Regions from separate parts of the Mus musculus genome. Here all the other regions are linked to region 3. A link is a contact called in public HiChIP or PLAC-seq and promoter capture Hi-C data. All regions are on one chromosome and are shown on one strand. Each heading gives the region's core, a stretch centred on a gene start, on an enhancer-like site or on the middle of the called end of the contact. The rest is flanking DNA. Distances are from core to core; before and after follow the strand shown.

Region 1 (3,849 bases), core at 1,230-3,729, 1.7 Mb after region 3:
ATCCTTCAGATATTGGCTCCAAACGCACAAATTCTCTTAGCACTAAAGGTAAATTCAGAAAAGGAAGGGAAATGTCACAAAGTCGGGGAGCAGATAAAGATCAAGTTATGGTCAGATCTGAGTTCTTGTATTGTTTGTTTTTACTAACATAAACAGAAAGCCAGATCTTAAAATACAAGGTCTATGCAATATAAAATAATACAAGTATAAAGAGGAAAAATTACATTCTTTAATTCACCTAAGTACACACCTATCTGCCACAAATTGAGTTTACTTCCCTCTGGCGTCCCTCTATCCTCTTCACCCAAAAGGAAGCCGAGCAGGACACCCTCCACTTCCTTCCTACAGTTATCACCAAGGACTACCTCATCTTACAATTCAGACTGTCAAAACAAGGATCTTTAATTATTTAGCTACAAGAGTGAATCTGAGGTCTGAAGCAGCCAGCTCCTGCCATTTAATGTCTACTTAGGGCTTGTGACCCATCAACTCACCTGCTACACTGATCTTTGTCCAACTGACCATATGCTTAGCCCACCCTAAACTGAAAAACACATGCTCAGACATATGATCCAGAGCCAACCCAATCCTGAGGGGAGGTTTTAAGGCTCACTAAGCACATACAGACCTTGTAGAATAGACAAGGGTCTCAGCGAGGGAACAGATACTTTCTCAAGGAGACATCAACCCCTCTGAACAAATACACACTTCATTGAAATTGCACAAACTATATTAAGAAGGCAGAGCTTTTTCTGGAGGTCTCAGACCCCTCGGAAAAGCCCTGCTTATAGGATGCAGATGGCATTACCAGGCTAAGAAACAGGCTTTCCTCTAGGAGATAAAGACTTCACTAAAGATATCTGAACCCCGATGAGAGGGTTCAGTCCTCACTGAGGGCCTTCTACATACACTGACGGAGTGGACAGCACTCAGGCCACACAGATCTCATTGGCGACAAAACTCTCATTGGAATAGAAGGAGTCACAGAAACAATGATCGCTATAGACTCCAACAATAAGAACCTCTGTATGGGGAAGAAGGCATAAATAAGTTTGCCTATTGATCTGAAGACCACCATCCCTTATTCCCAATTCCACTGCCCAGCTCTGACCCTCCATTCTTCCTAAACCTTTCTCCTGCAACTGTTCCCTATCTACTGCTGCCCCCTGCTGTCTATAAGTAGCACTGCAGCTCCATGATCCATGGTAAATGCTAAAACAGTTCAAGTCACACTGAGCCTGGAGCCAGGGACCAGGAAAGAAAGGAATATTGTGTGTCCACAGCTTCACCAATCCCATCTCCCTACTTGTGGACTGAATAGTAGAAGTTTGGACTTATAACTATCATTCTTGGAGCTAGGAGAGTGGTTCCAGAGATGGGCTTGGCAAGTACAGAAACACATTCTCCTTCTTACCTTCCCCTCTTCTTTCTTTGTTTCTTTCCTCCTCCTCCTCCTCCTCCTCCTCCTCCTCCTCCTCCTCCTCCTCCTCCTCCTCCTCCTCCTCCTCCTCTTCCTCCTCCTCCTCTCCTTTTTTCTTCTTTTGATGCTGTGTGTCAAACCCTCACACAGACAAGCACTCTACCAAGGAGTTACTTCCTAAGTTCTTAGCCGTCTATCCTTCCCATCCCACCGCCCTGCTCTACCACACCATTATTACTTCTTTTACTTTAACTTCAGAACCACATCAAGCATTCTTTAAAATGCCAAAGAATATTAAGGTTCCAAAGGCCATGCTCTGGCCTACTGAATCGCTTTTCCTGGAGTGGAATCTGAGGATTTGCTTCTAAAGATTTTAAAGTTGGGGGTGGGCTTTCAGGAAGGGCCAATCTCCTATGCTGATACATCAGGGCAGTTCCAGAAGGAGTTGGGGTTTAAAAGAGAAATGTGAGCAATCTGGGGGAGGGAGGGCACAGGAAGGAGTGTGAGATCAAAAGAGAGGTTCAAGAGGGGCCTGCAGGTGAAAAAGCAGTCAGGATGAAGTAGGGGTTGGAGATTGAAAAGGAATCTTGGGATGAAATGAAGTCAGAGTCGTAAGTCAAAAAGAACACTGCGGGTATGAAGAGTAAGTAGTCTTAGTGGGGTCGGAAAAGTAGTTTGAGATCAGAAGAGGGGAATCTTGGCGACCACAGAGAAATTTGGAGTCCAGGAAGTGAGTGGTCCGAAGAGGATCTGAAATCAAAGAGAAATTTGCGCTCAAAAGTCAGTCTGTGGTTCTAGAAGCATATGGAATCTGGGCTGGATTCAGACTGGAAGGAGGAAGGGCCAGGGATTGTTTGAGGATCCCAGAGTAGCGTCTTCATCCTGGCAACCTTCCACTGTCCTCTGGGCTCCCATCCTCCTGCACCTGCCTGCAGGCTGCAATCAGTAGACTTTAAGCAGGCGGGGGCGAGTCATACTAGGACACTGCTGACGGTGGGGGCGCCCCCTCCCGGCTGTCCAGGAGCTCAGACCCCGCCCTCCGCCCTCGCACCCCCCTCTTCACTGCCACTTCCGGCAGGCGCTGCGCTGCTGGGGGTTAGGGCGAGGATGGCGGCTGAGAACGAGGCTAGCCAGGAGAGCGCCCTAGGCGCCTACTCACCAGTGGACTATATGAGCATCACCAGCTTCCCGAGGCTGCCGGAGGACGAGCCAGCGCCTGCGGCCCCACTGAGGGGCCGTAAGGACGAGGACGCCTTCTTGGGAGACCCGGATACTGGTGAGGCCCTCTGGCCCCATCCCTGCCCCGCCTTGGGGGGTTGAGGGTGGGGGCTGGTGTCCTGGTCCTCCTCCTCCTGTTCTGAGCATCCATTTCCAATCTCCCATCTCCTTCATTCATCCTCTGCATCCTGGACCTCTCCCCTTCTTCCTCAGCCCTGTTAACTGTCTGGTGGGAAAGGGGGTATTTTTGCCTTGGAGGCGTAGGATGCGACACGGGAGGGGATGCAAGGACTGCAGCAGGAGAGATTATGATTACCTTTTAGGAAGAACCTATTGAGAAAAAAGGGATGCTGGAGGGGAGAGCCTAAAGAACAGCTGTGGTCACCTAGTAAAAGCTTTTCTCTAGCCACAGAGGACAGGATAGAAAAGCCAAGTAGGAGACTGCAGCAGGCGGGATGGAGTCTAGATCTTCAGGAGAACTTCACCATAGCCAGGGATTATGGGAAGCAGAGTGTCCCGAGAAGAGCTGAGAATCTATCTCTTCATGTCCAGAGAGGGGTAAAGAAAATGTGATTCCTCTCTGTCTGGGGATTCTGGGTATTGGGAGACAAGGGGATGGACGGCATGACCTCTCAAAGTCCTTGGGGACTACAGTGCCTTTGCTGTTCTGTGGATTACCCTACCCCTTCCAGAGATGGGGATCTGGCCCGGATGTTAGTCAGGTCGGTAGGAGCTTCTGGTCAGCAACAAGATCTGTGTTCTCCACCCTCTGCTGAAACTGAAGGAGATGGAGTTTGGGAAGGAAGCTGGGCTTGAGAGAGGGAGCTGGGGACCAAGAGATCCGTTGGTATTCCTCCCCTATTGCTATCTCTCCTGCCCATGTGGTCCAGCTCTGTGCTCCCCACCATTCTTTATCCAGCATCCCTCTGCCCTCTTTCCTTCAACGTCACTTCCTGGCACCAGAGCATTCTTCTGCTCCCTGACTTCCTCCTGGTGGTGCCTGCACTTGAGCTATATCCCTGTCTATACCGGAGGATGCTGCTCCGGCCCTTTCTAGCCTGGCTCTTCCATTGTCACTCCCAGCCTGGCGACTGAAATCCTCTCCTCTGCTTCCTGACCACCAGAACCCACCAGCCTGACTGGATCTCACTTTACCTGTGATGGGATTAAGAATGGGCTGTGTAGACTTTGGGACCTCAAATGTCAGAGCT
Region 2 (3,868 bases), core at 754-3,253, 1.0 Mb after region 3:
GAGACAACCTCACAACCGACAAATAAAAGCCATGTGCATGAAAGGGCATCCTATCAGGGAAGAACAGCTCAGGGTGGGGTAACTATAAGAACTGCCCTGAGGAATAAAAAAGAAGAGGCCACAGACGAAGTGTTTTGCAGCTATGCACTCAACACAGGAAGGAAGGCCCAAGAGCCCGGGAGAGCACATTAGGGAATGAGGTTCCAAAGAGGGAAGGGAACTTAAGACTGAAACTATCTTGATGGCAGAAAAGCTACAAAGAAAAACAAACAAAGAGGGAGAAAGAAAAAGAAAAAAGAAAGAGAGAAAGAGACAGCCTGGCGTGGTGGCGCATGCCTTTAATCCCAGCACTTGGGAGGCAGAGGCAGGCGGATTTCTGAGTTCCAAGTCAGCCTGGTCTACAGAGTGAGTTCCAGGACAGCCAGGGCTACACAGAGAAACCCTTGGGGGGGCGGGGGGGGGGGGGGGGGACACGACACGGACTGTCTAGCTAGATGCCTCAGCACTTAAAGCCAAGAATGACCATCTGAGTTCGATCTCTAAGTCCCACAAATTGGAAGCAGAGGGATAACTTCCTGGAATTTGCACAGGCCAAATAAATATGGCTTTCAACTAGGAAAAAAAAAAAGGAAGCTGTGGGAAAAATGGGTGGGTGGGGGGTGCACCACATTTAGGAATGAAAGGATTCAGGAGAAAAGTGTGCCAGAAGTACTTGCTGCGCCCCAAAGGTGGTCTGTTTCCTGCTAAAAGAGGCGCATCTCAAACCTTAAAGGGACACTGAAAGCAAAGATACTCTCAGATAGGAAAACAAATCCCCTCCCCCCCCCCCCCGGAGAAACAAGGTAGCTTGGAGAACTCATCAAAGAGTGCAGCCCCAAGACATACTTAAGGACACGTTAGTGAAGCCCCTTACAGATGAAACTGCAAACTATGTGCCAGAAGCATCAGGATTTGGAGAAGAGCCTGAAAGGGGTGCGCATTCCACACTAAAGGACTAAGAAAAAAAGAACTGACCCCCACATTCACTAACTTCTGAAAACATACCAGAGCTGAGGCCTGGACAGAGGTCGTCCTCCCTGGAGTTGTGGGATATAATAATAATAATAAAGTATTAGATAACTTTGGTTAGTGACCTGATTTCTGAGGAACCTACTAACGGACTGGACCCCAAATTGAAAAGGGAAAACTGTTAATTAGGTTTGAATATAGGAGTGTTCCCTCAGTATGGGGGAGCAAAGAAAAGAGAGTATGATTTCAATCCGTTTTCAGGGACGGTTAGAAATCGAGAGAAAAATCCCAAGATTAGAGATTTTAAGAGTGGAGGGACGCCCAGATTTTCCAAACTACAGAGAAAGGGGACACTCCCATATACAGGGTCGTGAGGAAAGGGTGTGCTTCCCAGATCAGGATAAGAAAGGCACTTCACGAAAACCCGTCCCCGCGGCAGAGGCAGCAGCTTAGGCCTCCCCCTATCTCGCGGACTAAGCAGGGGGTGCAGCCTCAGCACCCATCCCCACCCCCACTGCCCCGTTCCGCGCCCCGGGCCCGCACCTCGCGGCCCAGCCCCCTCGGGCCCCGCTGATTGGCCTGAGCGGCCGTCATTCCCGCGGGTAGCCGCAGTGATTGGGCGACGCTCGCACGCCCGCCACGCTCTCAGCAGCGGTCCCCGGGCCTCCCTCCGGGGCTGGGTGATCCGGGGGCCAGTCGGGGAACAGGAGTGAGCCAGGGTCCCGCAGTGGCCGGGGCGTCCGTCCCCGGTCCCGCCCGCACAGCGCGCGCGCGGCACGGGGCCTGCCCCCAACACGGCCCCAACCAGCTGGCTTCGCGTCGCCGCGCCTCGCCACGAGCTCACCTCACGGCCCCGCTCCTGCTGCGCCGCTCCAGACCAACCGACAGAAGGACTGTGCGCGCTGCGCACCACGTGACCCCGGGGACGCGCCCAGCGTATCCCCCGCCCCCCACACACACGCACCATCTCCACCGCCGAGTGACGCAGCCTCCCTACAGCCCCGCCCCGGGCCCCGCCCCTCCCGGTCGCCAGGACGACAGCGCGAGCAAGCCACGCCCACCTCCCTGAAGCGGGAACGCCGAGTCCGCACTCACCCGTGACGGCTGAGGTCACCAGAAGCATTGGCCTGGGTGCTGCCTATGTACCCTCTTAGTTCTCCTTCTAAATGGTGGAAAGTCGCCCACCTCCCTCTACCCCGTCTGTCACCACGCTCCACGGAGATCGTAGTCTTTACAGCTCACTACTTTCCCTCTTCCAATCCGCTCTTCACACGCAAGAGCTTATCAGAACGACTTGTTCCTTCTCCAGAAGAAGAGCTAAATCTTCAAGATCGATTGTCACCAGTCCGCCCTCTGTGCTCTGCCCCTATCAAGTCCTCATCTGAACCTTCTCACCTCTGCCTTTGCTCTCTCTCATCCTTAGAAAAGGATTCCAACGGGAACTGAAAAGAAAAAGCCGAATTTTGTCTCTAGGGAGCAAGGTCCAAGATGCCGCCACAACAAAAAAGAGGTTTCTCCAGTGGGACTTAGCAAGTGCTAACGAGAAGTGGTAAAATTGCTATTTACTGAGGCGATCATGCTTTGATTTGACACTGGGAGCAACCAAACTTGCACTTCTTAAATTATGTCTAATCGCATCATGTCCCTACACTACTTGTCAATCTAAGCCTTTGCTCATCTAACCACACTTGATGCTGTTTTTGTTTGTTTGTTTGTTTGTTTCTGAAACAGTTTCAATATGTGTAGCCTTGGCTAGACTGGAAATCAGTGTATAGACAGGTTTGTCTTGAACTCACAGTGATCCACATTTCTGCCCCTGACATACTGAGATTAAAGTCATTGTTCACTGTTTTCGTGTAGTGCCAGCCTGTTCTACAGAGTGAGTTCCACCACAGCCAGAGCTATACAGAGAAACCCTGTCTCAAAAAAAAAAAAAAGTCATTCTTCACACAAAAGCATAGCTCTCCAAGCAAAACATTTGCCCCCCCCCCCCAAAAAAAAAAGCCGGGCGGTGGTGGCAGCGTACACCTTTAATCCCAGTACTTGGGAGGCCAGCCTGGTCTACAGAGTGAGTTCCAGGACAGCCAGGAGTATACAAAGAAACCAAAAATAAAAAATAAAAATAAGATAAAATAAAAATTTTATTAGTAGAGCCCAGGTGTGGTGGCTCCTTTAATCCCATACATAGAAAATTCTAGGACAGCTAGGGTTATGAAGAGAAAGCCTCTCTCAAAGAGAACACTCTCTTACCTCTTATTCTCTTGCTCTTACTCTCAGCCTTCCCTACTCTCTTCCTCTCTCTGCCTTTCTACAATAAATGCCTTAAAACCAAAAAAAAAAAAAGGCCAGGCGTGGTGGCACAAGACTTTAATCCCAGCACTCAGGAGGCAGGTGGATTTCTGAGTTTGAGGCCAGCCTGGTCTACAAAGTGAGTTCCAGGAGGACAGCCAGGGCTACACAGAGAAATCCTGTCTCAAAGAAGAAAAACAAAAACAAAAACAAAAAATGAGAGAGAGAGAGAGAGTAAGAAAAAAAACAAAACACAAAAGCACAAAACAACAAGAAATTAGTAGAAACATTAAGTAAGTAGTTAGAGTAAAATGGAGTAATCTCAGCTGGAGGGCTTAAATGCTATGTGGTAGCATTCTTAGCCCTTCCATTGGTGGAGAATAGGGCTTTGTTAACTATACAGTTCATGGCTTGTCTTTTATTGGGATCCTAGATCTGACACACAGATGGGCCTTTAGAAGCCCAGGAGAAACCAGCTCTGAGACCTGCAACATTCCAAACCCTCCACAGTCACTGTTTTCAGCCATCTGAAGCTGGAGGCCTAGTTGGTTTTGTTATCAGGAATTCCTCA
Region 3 (4,458 bases), core at 1,889-4,388:
CAGAAAGAATATTTCCTGAAGGAGACCATGAAGCAAAATATATACATTATACAAATAAGCCTCATGCCCCATAACTGTCAATACTCATGGAGGCCCAGGTCCTACTGGTTCTGCTCCAGATGTGGGAAACCATGTCATACCCTCCCTTCTAAGGCCATGCAGGACTTGGCATTCATGCAACCATATATGCTTTTAGTACTACTGAGCCTCTACTATTTTATCAAATTCATAGACTGGCCACTTCATTCCCAAAGTTAGTATACTGTACATTTTTGGTCCCTCCTATACTGTAAAGATAATGAAGTTATATAAAAACTGGTATTTATTTGTGAACCTTTTTTTCAGTCCTTGATTTGATTTCATGAATTGTTCCATTCTCAGGGTAGAAACAAACCTATAGGGAAAGATATTCATCTTTAAATTTCCGTACTTAAAATGTGAGAAAACAAGCCAGGCTTGGTGTCTTATGCCTATATTCCAGCAGTTGTGACGTCGAGAACTGTCACTAGTGCAAGATCACCCTGACCTGTTTAGCAAACGCTATGTAAGGCACTGGTATACAGCAAGATTCTCACAGAAACAGAAATGAAGTCTCTTTTTGAAATCCAAAAATGTAAGGGGATTGATTAGAGAGGCTAACCTGGGGATATAGTTTATATTACAAGTGACCAGAAAAAGCGGAATGACCATTTTTTTTTTCATATTTCGTGTGGAATCCCCTTCCCTTAAGGTAAAATTTTATTTTTTTGAGTAATTCCACCAATAGATGGTATCAAGCACAACAATGCCTAGTTTATTTATATTTGTTGGTTAAAATTCATAGAATGAAGTACATACACGCTTAGAGACAGAGGACTGCCATTTACTGAACTACCTCAGATGTTAGGAATGTTTTAATATTAAATTTTCTTACAGAAAAAGTAATGATGGGATAATCTTGAGATAATGTACAGTAGACTATTCCAGTATTATGTTTAGAAGAACAGAATGGGGAAACCCAACCTTATTTCCCATTCACATGTTTTTGTTTTTAAAAGCTTATCTGGTTATGTATTTTAGCTTATGTATATCAGTGTTTTGCAGCATGTATGTGTGTACTCTATGTTTGTGGCTGGTAACTGCTGAGACTTGAAGAAGGTATCTGATCTTCTGGAACTGATGTTATGAATGGCTGCCAGCTGCCCTGTCAGTGGTGGGAACTGAACCCACATCACCTTGAAGAGCAGCAAGCGCTTGTTTATTATCTGCTAAGCCATCTCTTCAGCTCCCATCATTTCCAATGTCACTGGAACCTCTCACCACTCCTAACTCAGTCGCTCAGAAATACCTAGTACATTTGGTCCTGTCTGCTTTCTCTTCACCTTCCAGGCCTCTCCATTCTGTTTCATGAGTGAGCAGGTCTGGCTTATCATTGAGCTAAGGCTGTAAGAAAAAGATTCTTCAGACACACTTGGATTTCTACCACAGTAGGCTCTGTAAATAAAGACAAAAAATAAATAAATAGATTTCTACAAAAGATCCTCCAAACTCCGTAGGGAGATTTTTCAGCTAGTGCACGCAGGGAGCTCCAAGGATGCAGCTTTTGCAATTGTCACCCCGGACAGAATGCGCTTTTTGATGATGCAATGCCTTTGAGTCACCCCTGCTACTCCTCTATGTAACCCCAGTAAACTAATTCACCGTCTCACTAAAGCTAGATGAGGCTGGAGCTATTTCTTTGGTCTGTTGTCATTTGCCTATTAGGGATTTAGAGAGCTTTCCATCTCCCTATATCAGGACTCTTCCTTGAGCAGTACACCTTTGTATTTTAATTCAACGATTCCTTCCGATACGTCATGTAAGACAACACTCTACTACCTCCAAACTTGGTAGTCTCCACGAGGCCATACCCGCAGCAGTGGATTTTGTCCAAAACAAATTAATCATCATTAACATGTTAAAATCTCTGCTTTGAGTATACCATGAGGCTTTAGTGGGGCATAGGAACTCCTTCATAACTTGCCTTGACGTCCCTGTTTTCTTCTCTAGTGACTCCTTCATCCAAACAAGGACTACTCTGTAATTTTCAAACACACTGCCCCAAGTCCTTAGTGTAGAAGAGAAATAATCCAAATCAGGGAATACAGTGAAGGCAAACGATTCTATCCTACCATCCAACTCTCTTGGAAGAGCTGATCAATAAGTATGACAATTTCAGATAAGGTACAATGGAGACGATGAAATAGAAGTTAGGTGTCAGCTTATAGATGTACTGCTCAGTAATGGCCTGAGAAGGTTAAAATTAGACTTAAATGATGAAGAGCAAGGTATGCAAAGATATGCACAATAGCATTTTCACACACGGAGAAAAGCCTCCTGCGACTGAGAACTAGCTTGATATTCCCAAGGTTACGAGTTACCTGGTGCATCTGAATGCTATTATTTTTCTGTATTTTAAAGACAAAAAATGATCTCGTGCAGGATTCTGAGTGAAAACGATCAGGTTCTAGTTTAGGTTTTAAAAACACCTTTCAGGTAAGCGCGAGGACCATCTCTATTCCTGAAACGACTATTTACTGGGACAGTTTCCAGAATCCTGGGAGTGAGGCTGAGACCCGTCACCCCAAACCCTTGTCCCTGCATCCCTTTCTGGCGAGATTTGGGAGTCTCTGACGTGGCGCTTCTACGTGAAGAAGCCACTTTCGGCAGCTCCCGCCTCCACCTCCATCGAGGGTCAAAGCTCAGTGAGAGCGGGCTGGAGGCGCGCCGGGGAGCTGACAAACCTAGGGTCCACAGGACAGTGTCATGGAGAAGGCTTCCCACTAGCGTGAACGGACTCGCAGTCCCAAGTCACCCACACCAGGGAACCCGCGGTGGAGAGCGCGGGGCGCGAGCTACAGTCCCGGCAGCCTCAGCACCGGCTCGGATCCTTCCGCCCCGCTCTCTCACGTCCGTCCCCGCGGCCCGGAGCCCCGCAGCTGCCCACCCAGGGCCCGAGCTAGATCTCCGTTAGAGTCCGAGGTCCATCTTCTTATCCCATTCCGGGAGACGGGCTGCTGCGGGCTCCAGAGGAGAAAGGGACTTTTTGAGAAGAAAAGCGGAGGCAGACGATGAAGGGAAGGCGAGCTCAAGAAGGCGATTTTCGCGCGCTTTGTCGCGGGGGGTTGTGGGTAGCTCGCCGGGAGGGAAAAGAAAACCCCGAAGCCGGTCGCGCCGCCCGTCGGGCCGGAGGGGGATATGTTCGAGGACGAGCCCCACGCCGAGGGGGCGGCGGCGGTCGCCGCGGCCAGGGAGGCGCTGCAGGCCCTGTGCCAGGAACTGAACCTGGACGAGGGAAGCGCGGCCGAAGCCCTGGATGACTTCACGGCCATCCGCGGCAACTACAGCCTAGAGGTGAGCGGCGGCAGGTGGGCGGCGGCCCCGACCCTCGCCAGGCCCCACCCCCGGCCCGCCCCCGCCCCAAGCCTATCGGGCGGTGGGAGTTCCCCACCTACGAGGGTCTCCGAGGAGTGCGGGGAGGGAAGGGTGGGTGTAGCTCGGCCAACCCACCCATTTGGATTGAGGCGGGAAACCGAAGATCGGAAAGTGAGCCGCCGGTTCTGCGGGGGTTCCCTAGGCTCCCAACTTTCAAACTTGATTTCTGCGCGCCGCCCAGTGCCCCAAACGGCGCGGTGCTGCCGTTAAATCGATCAGACCTGATCCCGCGGTAAAATGAATTACTCATCGCTGCTCAGCCCTTTGATTATGTCTTCCCCAACTCGTTTGAAACACCACTGGATCCCCATTCCACAGAGGGAGAAAGTGGGGTCGGTAAGAAGTTAATTTAGCGCCCAAGGTGACGCAGTTTGCCATGCAACCTGGTACAGCAGTTTGAGCCCTTTAACTCCTCCATTCTTCCACCTAATCGAGTGTAGCAGTTAGTTCGTTTATACCATGCACTGTAGTTAGATAGATCAAAGTCAGCACACACAAAGCTCTTCTCAGCCCCACGTTCCTCTCTGCCAGGCCGTTGCTCTAACGATTGATGTGGTATCTGGCTCTGAATAAAATAAATGGTGCTTGTTATCATTATTAGGTATTCCCAGTAACACACACACATATGTTAATGATATATATGTGTGTGTGTGTGTGTGTATACATATATATATATATACCCAGGGGGTATCGAGACAGACTATTTCAGCATCTAACTGAGATGTACAAAAGCTTTCATTATACACATGGGCAGGATTCACATATAGGATTCCTCTGACTCAGACTGCCAGCGAAATAATTGCTGGTCAGGGAGTAGGAAATAGGGAGCAACTGTTGTACACATGTCTATACTCCTATGAGAGAAAAGTACCTGAGACTACACACACACACACACACACACACACACACACACATATATAAAATTTGTCTTTACAGCAGGACAGTGACTACTATACCTGTTTTCTTGGTGGTGTTACAGCTCAACATCCTTTTTTTTTTTTTTAG
Region 4 (4,197 bases), core at 967-3,466, 1.1 Mb after region 3:
GGAACTTAATTATGAATTCAAAAAAAATAAAGTATGACCTACTTGGGTGTCTAAAGCTTGCCAACCAATATATCTTACATCCTAGATGTATCAAGAGAAAAATAACAAAATTGTTTCTTGAATAAGATGTTCAGTAAAGCGTTTTGAATTGTCAGTTGTTATTACCTAATGACATTCTGAAGATCAACCAGAAAAACTCACCAAGGCTAATCAGGTTTGTATTCTTGGCCATCACAGGGGTAAGGTAACAAAAATTCCTGTAAGGAATTTTGTTAGCAACCTAGATAATTAAAATGTTCAATGCTGAGGCTGGTGATGTTTTTCTGAACTAGACAATCTCATACAATGTGCTGTTAACAGGATACCTGTTAGTAAGCAACTAAAGTTTATTTAATTGGTATGCTGGACAGGTTTAACGACGAGTCTCCATCTTCAGAGTGTTTGGATAAAGTGTGTGTATCAACAAGCCTGGGTAGAGATTTGGTTATTTGTCTCCAGAAGACAGATCATAGTTAGAATGAAACAATTTTGGGTCACCATTGAGATGGGTACTGGGACTACCAAACCTTTGGGTCTAGGATAAATACTAGGTAAAAATAGACTGATATAACGAGAAGAAAACAACTTTATTATTGTACAAGGGTCGAAATGGATGGGGAAGTTTAGGTATTGCAGGGCATCCTAGCCCTAATTAGCATCGTATGCCCATTCCAATGGCCATGAAAGTGCCAAACGTGCCGCCACTCTGCATCATGGTTTTCCCAATGCCGCCCATTAGCTCCCGACCCCGCATTCCGATCCTGAGGAGGAAACCAAGAAAGCAATTTGGGAATACAATTACAGGAATAGAGATTTGAACTAAGTACCCCCCTTTAAAATCTGTTGAATATATTAAGCACTAACAGCTTGACAATCTCATTTGTCATTCTTAAAATGCTACTCTTCCCCACATAGGATTAGCAATGACAAGGAAAATATCTATCTAGGGTCTCTAGGACCTGTGCTGAATGCTGCATTAGTTTGTAGATGCAGAGATAATGAAGTACATGGGCAAGAAAGCAGTCGTGTTTGTGCCTCTATGGTATTTTATCATTGAGTAGCCAGTTTTCTTCTAGATAATTCCTTAGTGTTTTGTTTTGTTTAACCTAGATTGAGTCAAGCGCTGCAATTTATAAACTGCATAAAGTGTAAAATGGACATTACAGACTCGGTAACTACACTTTTTAATTTATTATTTATTATTATTATTATTTATTTTGAGACGGTTTCTCTGTGTAACAGCCCTGGCTGTCTGGAACTCACATTTATATACCAGGCTAGTATCGAACTCAGGAATCTGCCACTCCGTCCAGAGTGCTGGTGGATTTAAGGTGCTCACAGCTAATGCTCGGTGGTTAACTACAGTACTTAGCACTACAATTAAACTAGTGCTGGGTAAATAGTAATTTATAAGCACAGTATCCAAATGTGATAGCAGTTTATCTCAGAGGTAGAATATTTCACTACACCTAATTCTCATCAGGCTTGCTTCATTACATGCAGTTGGGAGTTAAAACGCCATGCAACAATAATAACCCTTCGCTAAGTAATTACGACGTGCCAGATAATGTAAATCATACTAATATGATTGGCTCTTACAAAAGTGGAGGTAAGTGTCCAGTACTCCACTAAACTCAATAACACTGAACTAACAAAGGAGTCAGAAAGCCATTTTGACTTTAGAACTCAGATCCGTAAATCCTGTGCTTTCAACCTCGTCTGAGTGGGCTCTGGAGCCCTCGGAAGGCAGGAAGTTCTGTCCGCGAGGCTCACCTGAGACAGGAGAAGGTGCCGAACAGCGCCCCGGCCGCCATACCCACTGCGCAACCCATGACGAAGCCCATCTTCACGCGGTCGAAGCAGCTGGGCTGGGACTGCCCGTAGGGACCCACGGCCACCGGCATCTGCGGCGAGAGTGCTAGGACAGTGAGGGCCTGGTCACCAGCCGTGGCGTCGGCCAGGGGACGCACAGCAGGGTCACATAGCACCCGGGTCAGAAGCCAGCCCGCGGCACGCCTCCACCACCCTCGCGATGGAGGACCCCGCACGCGCGACGCAGGCCACTGTCGGGCCCCACCTCACCTCGTTCTCCGCTGCGATCGCTCAGCTCGACGTCTCACTCCGAATGCTAGGCGGAGGGCGCTCGCGGTCCGTGGGATCGCTTCCGGAGCACAGCGCAGTTACTTCCGGGAGCATGGGCTGAGGACTTGCAAGCGCCGCGGATGGTGGGCTCTGTGGCTGGGAACATGCTGCTGCGAGCCGCTTGGAGGCGGGCGTCGTTGGCGGCTACCTCCTTGGCCCTGGGAAGGTCCTCGGTGCCCACCCGGGGACTGCGCCTGCGCGGTACGTTCCCTTTCCTTTTCGTTCCCACGGTTTCTGGAGGAGCGAACCCCCTTGGGTCGGTGCTGCTAAGCACTGCATTATTGCGGATCCTACCCGCCTTGTTCCATCGCCCAGTCTCTTAAACCTTCCCGTCGCCCGGTCTCCTATTTGTTTTCGGGAGGGCCCTTACATACTGCTCCGCACTTCCCTTGAGCGGAATTCTCATCCTTCAGTTCTCTCCTGACCAAGTCTTAAAGATGCTAGATGAGCTTCCTCCTGCCGTGAACCTTTGAAGGAACCTGCGCTTTTCACTTTTCTTCTAAATGGCTTTGCTTTTTACAGCTCGTCCCACTCGGTGCTATGTAGTTTAAACATTGCCCCCGACTGCTGCTGCCCGCGCCCTTTCCAAGAACCCTGTGTCTATTACTTAACTCGATGTCTTTCAGCGCGTGTTGTTGTTTGTTTACTTTGACACTGGACCTCCGCCTTCCTTAAATTCACCTCAAAGAAGCTTTGACCATCTGTTGTTTTGTGTGCCCTTCGTCCACGGTTTCTCACTTTGCCACTGCTATCTGTTGTTAGTTGTAGATCATGGCCCCCATTCGCCTGTTCACTCAGAGGCAGAGGCAGTGCTGCGACCTCTCTACATGGACGTACAGGCCACCACTCCTCTGGTAAGGACTAACAGAGGTTCTTTGTAGGGAGGAAAGGTTAGAAGGACAAATTTCACCGACAGGCTAAAATTCATCCGACTTGAGAACTATTAAATGTGCTAGGAAAAGGAGCTGCCAGGAATCAGGAGGCTAAGATGTTAGTTTAGTAGAAAAGGCTTTACTGTTTTTTAGCTACTGACCCTGTCAGATCCTTCCAGTACAGGCATTATAACTAATAGTAATTGCTCGGGTGTTGGAGCTGGACAGTGTGGCATGGGTAGTTTGAGTGAGCTTAAGACCAGCCTAAGCCACATAGGGAGTTTCAAACCTATGTTGTTATTTTGTTTTGTTTTTAATTTTATATATACACAAGGACACTGTAGCTATGCTCAGACACTCCAGAAGAGGGCATCAGATTCCATTACAGATGGTTGTGAGCCACCATGTGGTTGCTGGGAATTGAACTCGGGACCTCTGGGAGAGCAGTCAGTGCTCTTTAACTGCTGAGCCATCTCTCCAGCCCCCTCAAACTTTTGTTTGTTTGTTTGTTTGTTTGTTAAATGTGCCAGGCATTGGTGGCACATGCCTTTAATCCCAGCATGGGGGGCGGGGGCAGAGGCTGGCAGATTTCCGAGTTCAAGGCCAGCCTGGTCTACAAAGTGAGTTCCAGGACAGCCAGGGCTATACAGAGAAACCCTGTCTCAAAAAACCCAAAAAGAAAAAAGAAAAGAAAAGTGTGTATCAGCACACCTGGCAGGCTTATAAATATGAGGTCAGATTCAACTACATAAGACCTTATCTTTCAATAAGTAAATGAAAAAATTAAAGAAAGACTTGTGGGAATTGCAGAACATTGCAGTTTGAAGTGGGCAACCTGGCAGGCTTATAAATATGAGGTCAGATTCAACTACATAAGACCTTATCTTTCAATAAGTAAATGAAAAAATTAAAGAAAGACTTGTGGGAATTGCAGAACATTGCAGTTTGAAGTGGGCATATATCAGGTTGCTATTTGATTAGTGTCTGAGAAGTGGAAGAAAGCAGAGAGTATCTGAAAGGTTGGAAATGCACTGAGCAAGGTTGGCAGGTAATGGTGGCTCGAGCAGGTTCTGAATTGACTTTGGGCTCTGTTTTCTTCTGTTCAGGATCCCAGAGTGCTTGATGCCATGCTCCCATACCTTGT
Region 5 (4,256 bases), core at 1,180-3,679, 1.2 Mb before region 3:
ACAGGAGGAATACAGCAATGACAAACAGGAGTAGCAAGAAACAACCCAGAAACAAAACCCCAGGGGTTGTGACTCTCTGTAGTACATCTGTCACAGCTGTGCAAAATGGTGGATCACTTCCAGAAAGTTCACTTCCCCCCACATGGCATCTTCCAGGTCAGCCTGCTTAATTTAGTGAGATCCATCTCAAAGTTAAAATATATATATATATATATATTTTGCATTGGTGTTTTGCCTGCATGTATGTCTGCATGAGGGTGGGCAATCTCTGGGAACTGGAGCTACAGATAGTTGTGAGTTGCCACGTGGATGCTGCAAATTGAACCTGAGTTTTCTGGAAGAGGAGTCAGTACTCTTAACTGCTGACCTATCTCTCCAGCCCCTCAAAATTAAATTTTAAAAGAGGGCTGGTGTTTGGGCTTAGTGACAAAGCAATCACCTAGCGGGGGTGAAACATTTAGTGCTGGTTTAACCTCCAGTATCCAGAAAGAAAGAAAACTCCAATATGATGACATCAGTTGCCTTCTCATTGCTCTGTAAGATACGCTGACAAAAGCGAGCTGATCGGGAAGGAAGCTATTCTGGCTCCCAGTTGGAGGGTACAGTCTATCATGGGAGAGGGGTTCTGGTTGAGATGGCTGGTCATGCTGCATTCAAAGCTGGGACACAAAGAGTAACAATTGCTACTGCTCAGCTAATTCTCCACTGTTCAGCTCAAGACCCCAGACCAGAGAATGGTGCTGTCCACACCCAGTTAAGGTGGGCTTTCTCATCTTGTTTGGTATAATCTAGATCATTCCTTTACAAACAAGCCCAGCAGCTAACTTAATCTTGGTGTCCCTAACAGATGTGCCTAGCCTATTGTCTTCTAGGTGATTCTGAATCCTGTCAAGTTGGCAATATTAACCATGACAATGCTGACACAATATCTTGTTACAGTATTAAATTCATAAAAATACATCTACCTTTTGCCTTAATTTCTTAAAAAAAGATTTATTTATTTAATGGATAGGAGTACACTGTAGTTGTCTTCAGACACACCAGAAGAGGGCATCAGATCTCACTGTAGAAGGTTGTAAGCCACCATGTGGTTGCTGGGAATTGAACTCAAGACCTCTGGATGAGTGGTCAGTGCTCTTAACCGCTGAGCCATCTCACCAGCCCTAAAAAATATATATATATATATTTAATATATATTTAATATATATTTATATATATATTTAATATATATTATATATATATATATTAAATATACTTATTTAATATATTTAATATATAATACATATTTAATATATAATATATATTTAATATATATTTTAATAATATATATATATATTTTTTAATGGTTTTTTGAGACAGGGTTTCTCTGTATAGCTCTGGCTGTCCTGAAACTCACTTTGTAGACCAGGCTGGCCTCAAACTCAGAAATCTGCCTTCCTCTGCCTTCTAAGTGCTGGGATTAAAGGTGTGCGCCACCACGCCTGGCTTCCTTCCTTCCTTCCTTCCTTCCTTCCTTCCTTCCTTCCTTCCTTCCTTCCTTTCTTTCTTTCTTTCTTTCTTTCTTTCTTTCTTTCTTTCTTTTAATGCTATGCCTGCGAGTGTTTTGCCTGAAATACTATGTGTACCACTTTTACAGGCAGTGTTTACAATGTACAGAAGAGGGCGTCATATCCCCTAGAACTGGAGTTACAGACAAACATTAGGCTCTCTGTATGAGTACTGGGAATTGAACTCAGGTCCTCTGCAATTGCTTTAAGTCACTGAGCCATCTCTCCAGCCCAGACTATCTTTTGTCTTTAAGTCACCCTTAGAGGCGGAAGAGATGGCTGGCTCAGAGGTCATTTGGACTCTTTCAGTGGAGTTCCTTCTTCAGCCCCAAGGGCAGAGCTGCTGTACATAGGGCCAAGAGCCACATTTGGCCTAGGATCCAAGCAGAGTTTGGGAGTATGAAGACTTGGAAACACGTGAGCTCCTTCTCAAACATCTGTCTCTCATCTGTTACTTGGATCAGGACTTTTCTGGTTAAGGGAATCGTCCCATCGGCCTTATGATTTTTAGGTAGACTTTTAGCAAAGCATTCATTCTTTGCTCTCATCCCTTCCACATGCCAGTCTCAAGCCACTACTGACCTCGTGTGGTGGTGTTTAAAGTCATCATTTGTTCCTTTGTGACACCACTGAGCCATGTGCTGTGGAATCAGTAGTTTGTAAGAGAGGTCTGCTTCAGAACAAACAGAAAAAATACGGCAAACGAGAGACAGTTTCCTCCTAAAACGTATCATTGTTTAAAAAAAAAAAAAAATTAACTTAATATGTTCAAACAGTTGTTAGTCTCCTCTCCTCGTGGGGGCGCTGGAGGGCCCGCCGCTCGGAGATGCTGCTCTAGGCTGCAGCGTGCTTTGTCATTTGTTCTTCCGCCAGCGCCCATCGTGAAGACCACAGTTTCCTGTCGCGTGGATGTGTTTCCTCTCTGGCCATTGCCATCCGCCCAAATCTACAGACATCCCGCATGTTCCCGGGCTCGTCTCCCCAATACAGGGCACCAAGGTGAGTGCAAGGTGCATGGGCAGCGCCGTTTCCTCCATCAAGGAAACCGGGCTGCGGGCCGTCGGTGGGCGGCTGGTCTGCTGGGTCTAGAGGAGGGAGGGCCTCAAGCCGCGTGCTTTTCACCGTCTGAGTATCTGAAGCCTCAAAGCCATGTCTGTCGCCTACAAAAAGTGGGTCGGTGTTTACGACCTGTGTCCCATGTTTTTAGCATCCTACCAAGGCGAATCCATTGACCAGGATTTAAGTTGAGACTCCCCCAGGACCCCGGGTGCAGCATCTGGGTCCCCCTGCCCCGCCCTGCCTTGCGCCGCAGCCGCTTCCGTTGTCCTGCCAGGCTGTAGACTGCGCAGCCCTCCTGGAGACAGATGGAAGCTCCTTGGGTCGACAGATTACAGCTTCTGGAACCCCCTACTCCCTTCAACTCCGAGATGGACACCCACTGTCCAGGGAGAGGATGCCTGGGTAAGTGCTCTGCTATTCGGGAGCAACTTGAAGCCCGGGTGCCTGTAATTGGCCTTCCCATGGGTACCAGCAGAGGGGTGGTGTGGAGTTCTGATTACTACTTTTGAGGAGGTCGACAAAGCCACTGTGCAGAGAGAAGCTCGGTGAGGGCTCGAAATAACCAAGGGCAAGATTCTGGGGACAGTTCTGTTCCATGTTGCATAGTGGGGATTACAGAGGAAAGGGGGGGGTGTCTATGCTCCGTGGTTTGCTACCTGGCAGCTTTTGTGTTTGGGATTCTGGGTGCTTTCCCAGGTAACTGGGTGCTGTTCATGTGGCTCACCTGGGCTTATTGTATTTGCAGAAATAACAGCTGGGATCTACAGTGGCCAAAGAGTTGTCTCCGTCTTGCTACATCGACAAACTGGTGCTCCTGAGTGAGGATTGTGCCCTGGGATGGGGGATTCAGTTTCTTCATTTATAGTTGGAAGTGGGTGAAGGTGAGGTGAGGCTGGGTTCTTTGAGGTGTGCCTGCTTGTTGCTGTACCCACTTGGGATCTGTGTCTTGTGTGTCCTGTGTTCCCACTGTCGCTTCTGTACCCTTCTGCTTTACTCTGGTGGGTGGAGAGCAGAATGGAAAGGAGCCAGAAGATTTTGGGGGTCATATGCACCATCCAGATTTCAGCCACTGCTCTCTGCTGGCTTCCGGGCCTTGTCTGGTTCTTGATTTCCTCATCTGAAAAATGGGACTACCTCTGTGACATAAGAGTCCTGTCACCTCAGTTCTGCCAGCTGGGCAGGTTGCATTGATCTAAGACAGCAAGTGCTGAGCCTACTGCAGGTCTCGTGGCCAGTGCTTATTAGAACTGTCACCTCCTCCCGGCCAGTCTTCCGAGCTCTCCTTAAGGAACAGCTGTTGCTCAGTTAGGAGCAGCCTCTTTCCTTTGTTGGCTGTCTGGCTGTTGCCTATCTGTCCATCTCTTTCCAGTTTAACCATTACCCAGCTCTTGGCCATAGTCTTCCTTGCCCTCTGCCCCTGTATTCGAAAGTGATTGTGGGCTGCCTGTGCCCTGGTCATTGATACTGCAGGGAGAGGATTTGGAAAGCCTTTCCCCGTGTTTGGAGGATCCACACTCGTCCTTGCCAAACCCTGGTGCTTTCCCACATTGCCCGCTGCCTGCCGTTCTGGCACTTCTGGGAAGCAAAGGTAGGGAGCTCAGACGGTGGCTGCTTCCTTCAGATCCTTTCTCAGCCTCCACACCCAGTTGT
Region 6 (3,815 bases), core at 589-3,088, 1.0 Mb after region 3:
ATACACATACACATTTAACATGCATGTGTTTGGCTTGCATGTAGTCTGTGCACCACCTGCATACCTGATGCCTGTGGAGACCAGAAGGCATCACCAGATCTGCTTAATGTAGTTGTGTGCAGCCAGTGAGTATTGGGAATCAAATCAGTGCTCTTACTCCTTTCTCTCCAGTCCCCCTTCTACCTTTTTCATAGCCTTTTACTGTGTGGCACGCGTTGTCCTTGACTTGGCAGCCCAGGACAGGACTATTAATTAAGGGCTCCTGTAGAGAGATAGAAGACAGAGAGGGGCTTGGTCTGACCTTAGTTAGGCAAGACCACTGCTTATTCAGGGTGAAGGGGCATCCCTGTCACCACTCACCCTATGGTTAACATTCCTATAGAGGAAGACAGGTTGTAGCCCCTTATAGGAGCAGAGAAGTTTCAGTAGTCCACAAGGGAAGTTGGAAAGCCTAATCTTTCAGCAGGAAACTATCAGTGATTTCATGCAGTGTGCCACATCTGAGAGAGAAAGCCAGATCAGCTAAATTTTTTGGAACTCATAAGGCTGACCTCAAATTCACAGAAATCCCCCTGCTTCTGTTTTCTGAGTGCATAACTATAGACAAGCTCTACCAGGCATGCTAGAAAAGTCACCTGCCAACTGTATTACATTGCCAGCCCCAAGAAGTTTCCTGTCATCATTCCACATGCTCTTCCTACTCCTCACGAGCTTTCAGGGAGAGTCCACCTGGACATACATCCCCTGCTAAACTTGGGAATTAGTGAATATTTGCAGTCTTGGCTAGTGTCAAGCTTATCCTTGCTACTAATTATAATATTCCCCCCTTGAGGAGGAATCGGAATATATGGAGAGCTTAATTTACTTGCTCAAGGTCACATTGTTGGAGTGGCTACACCAAGCAAGGTGTGACATTTTGGACCTTTTATACCCTCAATTATTAAGCTGCTGATAGGTTTCCAGACTGGTTTGATATTTTATTTCAAAACGTTTTCTATTATGTAAAAGTGGGAGAAAAAAAAAACCTTCCAATGATCACTCAGCTTCTCTACCACAGAATTAACCACTCCCAAATACACAAAAAGCAAACCAAATAAAATCCAACAAAAATTAAACAAAAGCGGTAAATTCACACAGTCAAAATCCTAGGGAAAAGTGAGGGGACCTTTTAAAGTCACAAACCACCCCGATTCAGAGCCCGACTAAATTCAGGGGTTAGAAAGCTACACACTGCGGTTTCTTCCCAGCCCGGCCACCGCCTCCGGTTTCCAAGGGTGTTGCGAAGCTTCACTATCGAGCCCACATCTAACTGGTGACACCAAACGACAAGAAAATCGTACTTTTTATTCCCATTCCCCTGTGTACAGCTCGTTCTTGTCTGCATGCGTTTTCACCACTGGTGGGTCTGGACACGACTGTCTTAGCCCACAGCCATATGTATTATAATAGGTTGCCTTATGGCGACCTTGACAGCCATCTGTGTGGGAGGGCGGGTGTCCGGGGTGGGGGTCGGCTCTGAGAGGGGAAACCTTCACACCCAGCGAGGAGATGACACCAGCCAGGATGACAGCAACGATGCACCACTCAGCAAGGAATCCTCCCAAAGATTGACAGTCAGGGCACCAACTGTCTTTGCCCGATAGAGGACGCACCCTCGCGAGACTTGGGTGCAGCTCTGGCGGGGGAGTCCGAGAAGCCTTTCGGAATTGGGGGAAGGGAAACTGTGATCATCTGTGGCGCAATCATTGCGCGAGATTGGGCCACGGTCGCCGGGAGCCGCGGTGAGAGATCTCGCGATAGTTCGTGCTTTCCAGTCTGGAACCCGGGGCAGTTTCTCGCGAGAGCCCGTGCTTGCGGCTCCGGGAGACCCCGGGTGTTTGTGTGTGTGTATGTGTTGGTGACTGTGAGTACGGAGGAGCAGCGGCCGCCATTTCAGGGAGCTAGCCGACGCTGTCGCAGGGGTGGATCCTGAGCTGCCGAAGCCGCTGCCCTGCTCTCCGTCGCGGGCTCCTTTAATCCCATTGTTTCTTTTAGATTCGCTTGGGCCTAGACGCCCTCGGGGCCCGATATTCGGGTTGGGCGGTACCGCGGCCTGGGCCTAGTGGCTTAACAGTAGCGACAGCAGCAGCGGCGGCGGCGGCGGCAGCCGACTTCCCGTGGCGAGCACAGGCGCGCGGAAGCCCGCACAGGTACGGGGCGTCGCGGCCGGCGGGGAGTGGGTCGCCTGCCCGAGCTGGGTGCTCCGCGATGCCGAGGCTTTTCGCCGCTTTGCTCGGCGCGCAGAGGGGGAGGGGGCCTTCCCGGTACGGTGGGGTCACCTCTCCTCGGCCGTGCCCTTCATCTCGGGCAAGGACGTCGTGGGCGTTTTTTGGTAGCGGCCGGGACCTCCGTGGGGACCTCGGTCAGATAAAGATCTGTCCTTCCGAGGGCCGGGGCTGGTCGCGACCTCCCAACATGGCGCCCGTGGAACGCCGCCGTGGTACACAACCCCTCCCAGCGGAGGGAGTCTCCCTCCGCCGCTAAAATGGCAGCGCGGGTTTTGTGCGGTGAGGAAGCGCTCCGCTGCATCCTTCCTGGGGGCGCTTTTAGCCGCTCGCGGGCGGGCTTTTGAAATTCGACCTGGAGTCCTGCTCCTGTCTTAGGTACAAGGAACGTGACACTTGGCGTACCCAAGGCAGCCTTGTCTGATGGGCGTCGCACAATTTTAGCCATCGTAGCGCTTTCAAAGGAGTTTTCTCAGGCTTTGAGGATGGGAGATCAAGGGGACATTTTATCTTATTTTATTATTTAGCAGAATTGCAGGTGTACTTACAGGACTGTCTTGTTCTTCCCCAGGCGAGTAGAGAAAATGGCAGACGATATTGATATTGAAGCCATGCTTGAGGCCCCTTACAAGAAGGTGAGAAAACACGCTAGTGAGCTTTAATATATTTCTTAATTTAGCATTATTCACGAAACTACTGCTGAAATGTAAACTAACCTTCCCGGAGCCCTCTTGATTACCTTATCAGAGATGCAATACGTGTAACTTACAAAAGTAAATATATGCTATTGATGTAATAATATTGTGCAGTAGTTTCACTTCAGCGTGATGAATAAATGCCCATCTATCTCTCTTTGTAGACTTGCCTAACGATATCTCACCTCTACTCCCATGAATTCACCTTTGATTCCAGTGTGAACTGTCAATCATAAGGTAGTAATTGAGTGACTTATCGCTGTACCGTGGTCCCCTAGGTAAAATGACTCAACTAAGAATTACCAGCTCCAGTTTGGTATAGCAAAAAGGTGAATGTAGTGGTTTGGGAAAACTGCAGGGGTCCAAGAATAATAAATTACAACCAGTCTCTGGCAAGTAAATCTTAGAAGTCTTGAAAGAAGAAATGGGTGAGATTTAAATTTTATTTTATATAAATAGATATAAGACTGGTGATAGTAAACCTGAATACAGGCAGGTATTGATCTGCTTTTCAGTTAATAATTATTAAGATTCTTGGATCCCTGAATAGAAATTGGCAAAAAAGAGGAAAAAAAACCAAGAAAAAGAACAGAAGAGAGAAAAGAAAAAAAGCAAGAGACAGTATCACAGCTTAGAGTCACTTGATGACTGTTTTACTGCTCTCCATAGTGTTTATTTTTAATTAGGCCCTGCCATAGCTTTTCACACTCAAAACTAGAAAGGAAGTATTTTGGCCAGTAATACAATATGACCCATTTCGGTATCACAGTAAAAGTCAGCACTCTTCATTCTTTGACCAGTTGGTGGTGAAAATAGCAGTGTGCATGCATGCATTGTCACTGGTGTCTCAGACCTT

Evidence for each region. Promoter capture Hi-C pulls out the DNA fragments that hold promoters and counts their contacts. HiChIP or PLAC-seq counts read pairs in DNA pulled down with a chosen protein or histone mark. Capture Hi-C pulls out chosen DNA fragments and counts their contacts.
Region 1: a contact with region 3 is called in a promoter capture Hi-C map of adipose tissue, with 4 times the contacts expected there. The contact joins the promoter of Ggt7 here to the promoter of Rbl1 in region 3. A contact is called at or near these places in 1 of 39 promoter capture datasets (pre-B cells) and 3 of 9 other capture datasets (adipose tissue, liver and pancreatic islet).
Region 2: an H3K27ac HiChIP or PLAC-seq map of large pre-B cells shows a contact between it and region 3, with 2.3 times the contacts expected there. The contact joins the promoter of Phf20 here to the promoter of Rbl1 in region 3. A contact is called at or near these places in 1 of 39 promoter capture datasets (the C10 cell line) and 1 of 115 datasets of contacts at active chromatin or transcription factors (large pre-B cells).
Region 4: a promoter capture Hi-C map of pre-B cells shows a contact between it and region 3, with 5 times the contacts expected there. The contact joins the promoter of Nfs1 here to the promoter of Rbl1 in region 3. A contact is called at or near these places in 2 of 39 promoter capture datasets (cranial neural crest and pre-B cells), 1 of 484 Hi-C or Micro-C datasets (pro-B cells), 3 of 115 datasets of contacts at active chromatin or transcription factors (embryonic forebrain, large pre-B cells and pro-B cells) and 1 of 9 other capture datasets (liver).
Region 5: a contact with region 3 is called in a promoter capture Hi-C map of liver, with 4 times the contacts expected there. The contact joins the promoter of Snhg17 here to the promoter of Rbl1 in region 3. A contact is called at or near these places in 1 of 39 promoter capture datasets (liver) and 2 of 115 datasets of contacts at active chromatin or transcription factors (embryonic forebrain and embryonic midbrain).
Region 6: a promoter capture Hi-C map of pre-B cells shows a contact between it and region 3, with 4 times the contacts expected there. The contact joins the promoter of Rbm39 here to the promoter of Rbl1 in region 3. A contact is called at or near these places in 3 of 39 promoter capture datasets (the C10 cell line, pre-B cells and second pharyngeal arch cranial neural crest), 4 of 484 Hi-C or Micro-C datasets (the MNK3 cell line, Th1 cells, centroblasts and 1 more) and 1 of 115 datasets of contacts at active chromatin or transcription factors (thymic regulatory T cells).

The regions. Positions count from the first base shown.
Region 1 is chr2:155,513,476-155,517,324 of GRCm38.p6, reverse strand. Ggt7 (gamma-glutamyltransferase 7) reads left to right here and starts at 2,479. Exons shown (of 15, transcript NM_144786.2): 1 at 2,479-2,696. The coding sequence starts at 2,528.
Region 2 is chr2:156,194,782-156,198,649 of GRCm38.p6, reverse strand. It overlaps Phf20 (PHD finger protein 20), which reads right to left and starts at 2,003. Exons shown (of 18, transcript NM_172674.2): 1 at 1,853-2,003.
Region 3 is chr2:157,203,214-157,207,671 of GRCm38.p6, reverse strand. It overlaps Rbl1 (RB transcriptional corepressor like 1), which reads left to right and starts at 3,138. Exons shown (of 22, transcript NM_011249.2): 1 at 3,138-3,372. The coding sequence starts at 3,217.
Region 4 is chr2:156,142,205-156,146,401 of GRCm38.p6, reverse strand. It overlaps Nfs1 (nitrogen fixation gene 1 (S. cerevisiae)), which reads left to right and starts at 2,216. Exons shown (of 13, transcript NM_010911.2): 1 at 2,216-2,382; 2 at 2,944-3,035; 3 at 4,160-4,197. The coding sequence starts at 2,262. Romo1 (reactive oxygen species modulator 1) reads right to left here and starts at 2,249. Exons shown (of 3, transcript NM_001164216.1): 1 at 2,122-2,249; 2 at 1,813-1,943; 3 at 608-800. The coding sequence starts at 1,943. The coding sequence ends at 692.
Region 5 is chr2:158,359,695-158,363,950 of GRCm38.p6, reverse strand. It overlaps Snhg17 (small nucleolar RNA host gene 17), which reads left to right and starts at 2,429. Exons shown (of 6, transcript NR_027887.1): 1 at 2,429-2,546; 2 at 2,881-3,008; 3 at 3,352-3,487. LOC115489589 (a small nucleolar RNA gene) reads left to right here and starts at 4,022; the gene lies at 4,022-4,153. RefSeq lists a cis regulatory region at 2,221-2,497.
Region 6 is chr2:156,178,261-156,182,075 of GRCm38.p6, reverse strand. It overlaps Rbm39 (RNA binding motif protein 39), which reads left to right and starts at 1,838. Exons shown (of 17, transcript NM_001291114.1): 1 at 1,838-2,189; 2 at 2,836-2,899. The coding sequence starts at 2,849.